3 separate regions of the Mus musculus genome follow, and regions 1 and 3 are each linked to region 2. A link is a contact called in public ChIA-PET and Hi-C data. All regions are on one chromosome and are shown on one strand. The core of a region is the stretch at or near the end of the contact, and the rest is flanking DNA. Distances in the headings are between cores, read along the strand shown. Region 1 has its middle 9.6 kb from the start of Gm35415. Region 2 has its middle 81 kb from the start of Rgs1. Region 3 holds the start of Rgs1 (regulator of G-protein signaling 1).

Region 1 (3,227 bases), core at 216-2,715, 120 kb before region 2:
GAAAATGAATAAGGTTGTTTTATCATATAATGATGAAATTATGTGACTAATCGAGAAAGGAATATACACAAACAACATGGTCAGGAGAGACGTGAGCCTGAGTGCCGAGAAAGTCATTGCATTTTGCTAGACTCTTCTGCTCTCGATCCTTGTCACACTCTTACTGGGGTCTGACTAAAGGAGACACTTTCTAGAGACAGTGACACCAGAGGACCAGGCTTTGGGACCAGAGGGGGCACAAGACTTTGGGTTGTGAATCCAATAAAGAACAGATCTATAAAATACCTTCGCATACATCTGTTGTATTATGTGGAAGAATAATTTTAGGTATTTTGCAAAATTCTGGGGGAGTATACCAGAATCAATGGGCATTAAAAACAGAAGTAGTTCTTAGCAACCAGTGCCAGTGTAGAATTGTAGGTGCTGGTTAAAGGGGGAGAAGGAGAACAAAGCACAGTTCCCATCCTGACCAGGTGAGGCTGTGACATTTAAATGAATGCCAGAAGGGGGCTAATATGCTCTGGGAAGGATTCATGTAACAGAGCAAGAACTAGTAGAAGTTGTGGGGGTGGGCACATCATTTACAACCATTATTATTGTGTGTATTTGAGTGGACTTTCTCATCCCTAGTCTGAGGAAAACATACTTTGTCTTTAATATATGTTCTGGTGGCTATAAACGCTCACAGGCAGAGAATCAGAATCTCTTAAAGTGTTTTCTTACAGGTTTGTAAGTTTATGCATGCCATTAATATTCTTTATTGTCAATTTATGATCTATTGGGATTACATAAGGCTTTCAATTAATTTCTTTTTAACACACAAAATAATTAAGCAACCAATAGCCTTAGGTACTTCCTTTTAGCCAGTGACTAAATGGTCTTATTTATAAAATGTATTCTGTGGGTGGCAGTAAAAACGGAATCTGAGAGGGAAAGAGGGGTGGTTAACACCCCTGAAAGATCATCGCCTTCCTTTGGTTTATAATGAACTCAAGGGGAAATGATGCCTCATCCCCTGTCCTTTACTCTTTCCAGACGTTTCTCAATGGCTAGCGCTTTCTTACCTTTTGAATAACTACAGAGGCAGGGAAGGAGTCATGCAGCCTATGGTTACATCCTGTGGAGATGAGAGTGATGGCGATTGTGGTCATTTGGGGTAGTGGGGTAGTTACATGTGACCTCATGTCTCTCATCTACTGATGGCTCGGGAGGCTGTCTGGCCACTGAATACATTCAACGGAAAAACCTCTTGTAGGTTATGTGAAAAGAAAGACAGTTTTGAGTAATTAAGCTATAGAAAAAGTCAAACAACATTAAAAGAAGTAAAGACACCCCTGTCCCCCAAAATAATCTGTATTCTAGTCCTGGCTTATTTAGCATATGGTGGGTGAATCATAGAAGCTCCCACCTCCATCCCCATCTCTCAAAGTCTTCATTTTATTTCCTGTATATAGGAACAGAGTTTCCCAATGTCCCTCTTTGTCTCATTTTGGGTTATAACAATGCCCTCCAGTGGTTGCTGTCAATATCATACAATAACCTACAAGCATTTCACAAAAAGTCTGCCTTCAAATACTTCTAGTTTCTAGTAAAAATAACAGATTTTAAAAATATCATTGTATATTTTTTCCTATCCATGTCTAAAATATTCTCATTTGTTAACAATAGTAGAAAAAAGTATGCATAAGTAAATAAAGCCACTTGTGCCCTATTAAATAAACTGCTTTGCCCAGAACCTATAACAAGTCCTAAGTTATATGGCTAATGTGACTTAGAACCAAGTTTTAAAAGTTTCCATTTCTGAACTATTTCTGAAATGATCCCTTGTGGCAAACTGTTAATTATCATAAGAGTTACACTGTCTGTTCACAAGGGGTAGCTACTCAGATTCTTTATGCTTCTTGACTCTCACAGCAGGGTCCTTCAGAGTACTCTTAATGGAGAAAAGATGACCTCCTCATATCCTTTACCCTTCTTCTTTTTTAATTTAACATACCTGATTAGCAATAAATGACAGTGGTGGCCTTTTGGAGACAGTTGGGTAATATCCTTTCTTTCTTTCTTTCTTTCTTTCTTTCTTTCTTTCTTTCTTTCTTTCTTTCTTTCTTTCTTTCTTTCTTTCTTCCTTCCTTCCTTCCTTCCTTCCTTCCTTCCTTCCTTCCTTCCTTCCTTCCTCCCTCCCTCCCTCCCTCCCTCCCTCCCTCTCTCTCTCTCTTTCTTTCTTTCCATTTCAAATATTATCTCCTACAGAAGCCCCCCCCCCCCCCATCTCATCCCCCTCCCACTGCTTCTATGAGGGTGTTCCCTCACTCATCCACCAACCCACTCCTGCCTTCCTACCCTGGCATTCCCCTTCGCTGGAACATCCAGCCTTCACAGGACCAAGGACCTCTCCTTCCATTTATACCTAACAAGGTCATCTTCTGCTACATATGCGGCTGGAACCATGGGCCACTCCATGAATACTCTTTGGTTGGTTGTTTAGTCTCTGGGAGCTCTTGGGTGGTTCTTGTTGGTTAGTATTGTTGTTCTTCCTATGGGATTGCAAGCCCCTTCAGTTCCTTCAGTCCTAGCCATTAAAAGCTAGGCTCACAGCCCAAAATATATCACTCTTTGTTTTTTAAAATTGGGTATTTTCTTTATTTACATTTCAAAAGTATTTCCGTTCTATGAGGGTGTTCCTCCACCCACGCACCCACTGCCACCTCCCCACCCTCGATTCCCCTACACTGGGGCATCTATTGAGCCTTCGTAGGACCAAGGACCTCTCCTTCCACTGATGCATGACAAGGCCATCCTCTGCTACATATGCAGCTGGAGCTATGTGTACTCCTTTGTGATGGCTTCGTCCCTGAGAGTTCTGGAGGGTCTGGTTGGTGGATATTGTTGTTCTTCCTATGGAGTTGTAAACCCCTTCAACTCTTTCAGTCCTTTTTCTAACTCCTCTATTGGGGACCCTGTGGTCAGTCCAATGGTTGGCCTCTGTATTCATAAGGCTCTGGCAGGACCTCTCAGGAGACAGCCATATCAGGCTCCTTTCAGTAAGCACTTCTTGGCATCCACAATAGTGTCTGGGTTTGGTAACTGTATATGAGATGAATTCCCAGGTGGGACAGTCTCTGGGTGGCCTTTCCTTCAGTCTCTGCTTAACACTTTATCTCCATATTTGCTCCTGTGAGTATTTTGTTCTCCTTCTAAGAAGGACCAAAGCACCCACATTTTGGTCT
Region 2 (3,026 bases), core at 359-2,858:
CACCTTAGTTGCTTTTGTTTTTGTTACAATGTATGAAAGTTGTACAATGTGCGAAGACCATGCCCCAACTCTGCAGCCCATCAGTTGTGAACCACTCTCAAATAGTGAGTGTACTGAAGTCCTATAAGCTGGTACAGTGTTTAAGGTGCCTGCTGAAAAGCCAGATGATTTGAGTTTGATTCCTGAGAAACATGTCCTCTGATCTGTCCATGCAAGCATCACACATATGAAACAAATCAGTTTTATATATGTATGATTTGTTTATATATACATATATATATTTAAACAATGACAACACTGGAGACAGCATTGTTTATGGGGATTCCTTGTCTATATCTGGCTTCAAGAAATCACAAAGGAAAACACGGATTCTGAAAAGTGAGGAGATTTCTCACCTCTAAACAAAGTTCTGAAAGAATGAACATAGTCTGTGATCATAATAACTTTGTTTTAGTGTAAAGTGAAATGAAATTTATGCAGAATGTCTTCAAATCATCATCATCATCATCATAATCATAATAAATAAGTATCAAGCAATCTATTTGACAAAAGTATTTGAAGAACTGCTGATCTTAGCTTAGTGGAGCTCATTCATCATTACCAAGCTTTGTGTCCTGATTTTGACTCCCGGTCTGTTCCTGGGACGCTGGCATCCTTCGAGCTTCTGGTGGTATCTAGTCAGCGGGCACTTTGATCCTTTGAAGGTGCCATGAGCCCTTAGGTGTGTGCCCACATTGTACTTTGATTCAACCTGAACTATAACCTGAAGCTCTCTCTTCTCTCCAGGGCACCTTTCTACACTGAAGTGAGTCTCATGTCTTTCCTAAAGTCCCTAAAGCTTTCTCTCCACTGCTTCTCTCCTCCTCTGTCTTTTCTTACACACCCTTCATCTGTTGGTTCTCTCTTTCTCTGGCAATCAAAAGCAGTTTCTTTCTGAATTGATCAAATTCATGGTTACTGCTACCCAACTATACAGAGATCTCTGGTTATCAGCCCTGGTCACTGCGGGCTCTATCACTGACTGCCTTCTTGCCAGTTTTTTGTTTGCTTGTTTGTTTGTTTGTTTTTGTTTTGTTTTGTTTTTTTTAATAGGCCTATAGATTACTTTGCTAAGAGCTTGAAAATTCACTAAGGTTTTAAGAGCACATTTTCTCTATCTTTTCATCAAAATATCTAAAACATTGTCATGCAAGCAATAGGTATAGGGCATATAATTCCATTGAGAATCATTTTGAGAGTTCACTTAAACAAAAGCTGCTGAATCATTTTCTCTCAATTGAATGATTTTCATCTCACATACTGAGAGATTCCATCCATGTAAGCTGGCATCTTTTGAATTTGTTTATTTTAAAAATATACAGACAGAAGCCCTGACACAGCCTACAGAAATGACCTCGTTAATGTGGTTGACCCAAGTTCCTTTGCTGTAATTTTGCAAAAGTTTTATATATTGCCTCAAGTAAAGTAAACTACTGCTGAAATGAGCAACATGTAGCTTTGCTGGTTAGTCAGCTCTCTTATTCCGGAAGCAGAGACTTCCACACTGGCTCATGTACATCCGCAAGTTGCAAGGGGAAGTTTTAGGTAAAGTGTCTCTGCCTGTATTCAACATGCGTGTCCCACATAACCACATGGTGCTTACAAAACCACCCATATCCGTTCTCATACACTATGTCTAGCCATCTCCGCATTCATCATTACTGACAGTTGTTTTCTTTCAAAAGCTTCTGAGTCCTTTTGTGGCCATGTGAGATGTGGTAGTTTGGGAGAAATGCCAATGCCACTTTAAAGGTAAACACTTCCAATGTAATGTTTACATACCACCAAAAAGAGTTCTTTCATGATATGCCTTTGCCTTTCTGCACACTTTGAGTTCTTCAAACGCAGCAGAGTCTCTTCATCCCCTTAAGCTCAGGGCCTGGGAGCTTGCAGGCACTGAGGAAATGTTCACTTAGGCAGTGTTTAAGGAAAGGGTAAAGAATTATCTGCCCCAGTACAGGGGAACGCCAGGGCCAGGAAGCGGGAGTGGGTAGGTAGGGGAGCAGGGCAGGGGGTGGGGGAGGGTATAGGGAGCTTTGGGGATAGTATTTGAATGTAAATAAAGAAAATATCTAAGAAAAAATAATATGGTAAAAATTAAAGAAAAAAAGAAAAGAAAAGGGTAAAGAAATGGAGGGAATATATCTGGGAAGGAGAAATTAACAGCAGTCCTCTAACCAAAAATCAATTGATAAATATTTGCAAAGTAACTGTATATAAGCCCTGCATTTCAGAAACTAAGCAGGGATACATGGTGGTAGAGTTCCCTTTATATTTTCTTTATAGCCTAACTGAAAATAAAAGCAAGTAAGACAAAGATAGAAAAAAGAATTTCATATATTCCTGTTTTCTTTACTGAGTTCAGGTCTTACAAAGATGCTCTTACAATATGGAGTATATGTTGCCATAGATAGAACGAACTGTTACTGCGTTTTATTTATTTATTTATTTATTTATTTATTTATTTACACTCCACAGTTTATTCTCCTCACCCCGTCCACCCTCTGACTCTTCCATATTTCATATCTCCTCTTCATCCCCCTGTCTCCACGAGGATGTCTCCACTACCCACCTTCCACCCACCCAGACCTCTAAACTTCCTGGGTCCCCCAGTCTCTTGAGGGTTAGGTGCATCTTCTCTGACTGAACCCAGACCCAGCAGTCCTCTGCTGTGTATGTGTTAGGGGCCTCATATTAGTTGTTGTATGTTGCCTGGTTGGTGGTCTAATGCTTGAGAGATCTTGGGGGTCCAGGTTAATTGAGACTGCTGGTCCTCCTACAGGATCGCCCCCCTTTTCAGCTTCCCTATTTCAACCACAGTGGTCAGCTTCTGTCCATTGGTTGGGTACAAATATCTGCATCTGACTCTTTCAGCTGCTTGTTGGGTCTTCCTGAGTGTGGTCATGCTAGGTCCCTTTTTGTGAGGCTCCATAGCCTCAGTAATAGTGTCAGGTCTTGGGACCTCCCCTTGAGCTGGATCCAACTTT
Region 3 (2,963 bases), core at 390-2,889, 81 kb before region 2:
TATGTGTGTCTTCTTCTCCTTGCCCCTCTCCATGCAGAAGCGCCTGTGGACAGGTGCCCACAGAGGCCAGAGGAGGGCACAGGAGTTACAGGTAGATTGCTGTGAGACCAGTCCCTTGAGTGCAGGGAAACAGTCATCTTTAAGAGCAACAAGCAATCAGCCAACCAGCCAGCTCTCCAGCAACACAGCCTAATTTCAGTTTTGTTCTTGAATGCAAGAACACATGTAACTGTTTTGGCAGATTTGTCTAAAGGACAGTGATAAAAATCTAGTGCTATATTACTGAGTCATATTGTGAGGAAATTATGAATGATTCAAGAACTAAAATACTTCATTTTTGCATACTTGCTTTTCTTCCTTTGATAACATACATTAATCATCCATCCAACTTATTAAATTATCAAGCTGACCCCAAAACAATGGATAGATAGGAATACTTACTCTGGTTGGCAAGGAGTTTTTCCAGAGACTGAGACCACTGCATTACTTCTTCAGCAGAAAGTCTACAGTTAACAAAAATAATCTAAATTAATAAACTAGTTTTGGAAATCCCACTTGATTTAATAATGGCTACTACATATTGATAACTAAAATTTTTTGTTATGACTTCTATTATTACTTTTATGAATAAAGTTCCTTTTAATCACCATAGTTATGAAAAAAATCTGTCAAGACAGTTAAAATCTAAGTGGATAAATTAGAAAAACACAAATAGAAAACTGATGTGGACATATTAATAATTAATGTTCATTGGCTCTAATATGGGCTAATCTTGTTTGGCTTGTTACCTAAAAGAAATTAACTCCATTGCATGCAGTATTTTTATATGCCTTTTTAAAGTCCAAGGCTTCACTCAAGTCCCCTGCCCATCCCCCTGTCTCAACCTCCAAGTACTGGAATTACAAGAGTAAGCTGGCATGCCTAGACACATGAAGTATCAGTATCATTTGAAGACAACAGTTAGCTTCTAGGATGCTTAGACACTTAGAATATTTCAATATATTCAGTACATACATGTCTTTGGACTTGGCCGATTTCATCCCAGATTCCAGATGTGGGATCATCGATCTCAGGTATGTTTTCACGTCCATTCCACTACAAAAGACACCAAAAATTCATAATTCTCTACAAGAGTTCCCCTTATCTATGAAAAGAACATGAAGCAAACATATCTGAGGAGGAAGGTAATAATAAGACTAGCTAACACAATATTTTAGTATGTTAAAATAGAACTCATTTTTATGAACAACGTCTAGAAAGATTTCCCCAGACTTTCTGGTAACATGATTTATTTTCCAATAAAACTGACTCTCACTTATAAGTCACAGGAGGTAATTGCTCCGCTCTCCATAAACCAAATGCCAGCACTCACGTCCACTTATTCCTACTCCTTTGGCCATAAAAGATAATCAAAGAGACACACTGAAGGAACTTACAAAGTCTTTGGCCTTTTTTTCTGCTTTTTGTCGTCTAGAAGAGAATGGCTGTGTTCTTTCGAATCCTTTGGGCTAGCAGAAAAGAACATTCCTGGCATTTTGTTCAACCTTGGCATGGAGATGGCTGCCGCTCTCATGGTCTTCTCAAAACGAGTGAGTGTCTGTTAGTCTACGACTGCTGCTTTATATAGCGTAAGGCAGACAGGGCACTTGCTGTTCAGGGAGTCTGTTTATCAAGTGATGTTACCACAGGCACGGAAGTTCCTCCTTTCTTGGTGTGTCGTGACGTGTATCTTGAAGAAAAAAAAGTGTACAGGGATGTCTTGTGGTTGAAACTCAACTGAATGAGAGCAGGTCATTTGATTAGGAAGGCAGGAACAAAATTATGCACACACATGCACAAACACACACACACACACACACACACACACACACACACACACAGACACACACAGATATATAGAAGGGGGCCATACACATCTCTGGAGGAAAGGAAGTATCAGCCTTTAGTTTGAGTTAAAACTTTCTTTTTTTTTTCCCTTGAAAACTATATGTTCTGGTCAATGTTACATTTGCTATATTTTCTGTATCACGCAGAAATTCAACAGTAGAGTCCTATCCCTCCCTTCACCTTGATGCTTGGGGTAGTTCTGGAGTATAAAATCATCTGATCACAATGTTTTTTCTCCTTTCTTAAAAATTAAAAGTAGATTTCCTTGTCATATAGTATACTCTGATTACAGCCCCCCCCCTTTAGTTTCTTCTGGCTTCTTCACAATATTTTAAGAGTTCTTCACCACTGCCACCCATATGAAGCAGTATAAGATTAATGTTTTTTTTATACTGACTACTCTGTATCTATCTGGTAAGATGGAGACCTATGGGAGGCTGTCTACACCACTGTGGTGTCTGGAATCTTGCCCATCATTTCCATCACAAGGAACATTCTTGTTAGAATTTTCCAAGGTGTGTACAAAATATTCTACCAGTGACACATAAGATGACCTTAAGGAGCATTCTGTTTTTTAATGCTACTTCTATAATTAGACTATAAGTGATGTGTCACTGTAATTGTGTTCAATAATTAAGATGGCATGGTAAAATTAAAGAAAACCTATGAATAAAAGTGTACCTAACATACAGACCTTACATAATGATAAAGATACCAATCTTTAAAAATAAAGTATCTGAGGGAAAATTCAAAGTAAACTCAGAATTTGTTTGAATAAGTCAATCATTTGTACTAGTTAGGATATAATAATTGAATTTTTTGAAATATCTCCAGAGAGGAAAAATCTAGCTTTAATTGAGATGATTACATTACAAAAATCATTACTCATTGATAAAAATCATGTATCAGAGCAGAGATATTAATGCAATATAACATCTTACAGAGTTTATACAAGATGCATACTATGGCACTTTATAGGATGGCCAACTTTACTTTGGGCAGATTGAATTTTGCCTCTCAATAGAGGGTAGCCTTTATCATAGAAACTTTTGGTGGAATTAGGTAAATTTGACTTA

What was found. Hi-C and Micro-C count contacts between places; a contact is called where the count stands out from the background. ChIA-PET counts read pairs in DNA pulled down with a chosen protein or histone mark.
Region 1: a contact with region 2 is called in a Hi-C map of the HPC-7 cell line, with 3 times the contacts expected there. The contact joins two enhancer-like sites. A contact is called at or near these places in 1 of 15 datasets of contacts at CTCF or cohesin (CD8 T cells), 2 of 484 Hi-C or Micro-C datasets (the HPC-7 cell line and bone marrow-derived macrophages) and 5 of 115 datasets of contacts at active chromatin or transcription factors (CD8 T cells, the HPC-7 cell line, Th17 cells and 2 more).
Region 3: a contact with region 2 is called in an RNA polymerase II ChIA-PET map of effector CD8 T cells, with 105 read pairs. The contact joins the promoter of Rgs1 here to the enhancer-like site in region 2. A contact is called at or near these places in 1 of 39 promoter capture datasets (macrophages), 2 of 15 datasets of contacts at CTCF or cohesin (CD8 T cells and pro-B cells), 6 of 484 Hi-C or Micro-C datasets (CD4 T cells, the G1E-ER4 cell line, LSK cells and 3 more), 11 of 115 datasets of contacts at active chromatin or transcription factors (the 230-238 cell line, CD8 T cells, the HPC-7 cell line and 5 more) and 3 of 9 other capture datasets (adipose tissue, liver and macrophages).

Annotation. Positions count from the first base shown.
Region 1 is chr1:144,205,371-144,208,597 of GRCm38.p6, forward strand. No RefSeq gene overlaps it. Among named protein-coding and RNA genes, the nearest start is that of Gm35415, 9.6 kb to the left of the region's middle. Within about 2 kb of position 1,466, at least 14 of the 459 cell types and tissues checked have an H3K27ac peak or open chromatin away from gene starts, as enhancers often do. A contact at or near this core is called in CD8 T cells, the HPC-7 cell line, Th17 cells and 1 more, where this site is marked.
Region 2 is chr1:144,328,938-144,331,963 of GRCm38.p6, forward strand. No RefSeq gene overlaps it. Among named protein-coding and RNA genes, the nearest start is that of Rgs1, 81 kb to the left of the region's middle. Within about 2 kb of position 1,609, at least 110 of the 459 cell types and tissues checked have an H3K27ac peak or open chromatin away from gene starts, as enhancers often do. A contact at or near this core is called in the 230-238 cell line, CD8 T cells, the HPC-7 cell line and 7 more, where this site is marked.
Region 3 is chr1:144,247,465-144,250,427 of GRCm38.p6, forward strand. Rgs1 (regulator of G-protein signaling 1) reads right to left here and starts at 1,640. Exons shown (of 5, transcript NM_015811.2): 1 at 1,437-1,640; 2 at 1,015-1,095; 3 at 442-503. The coding sequence starts at 1,573.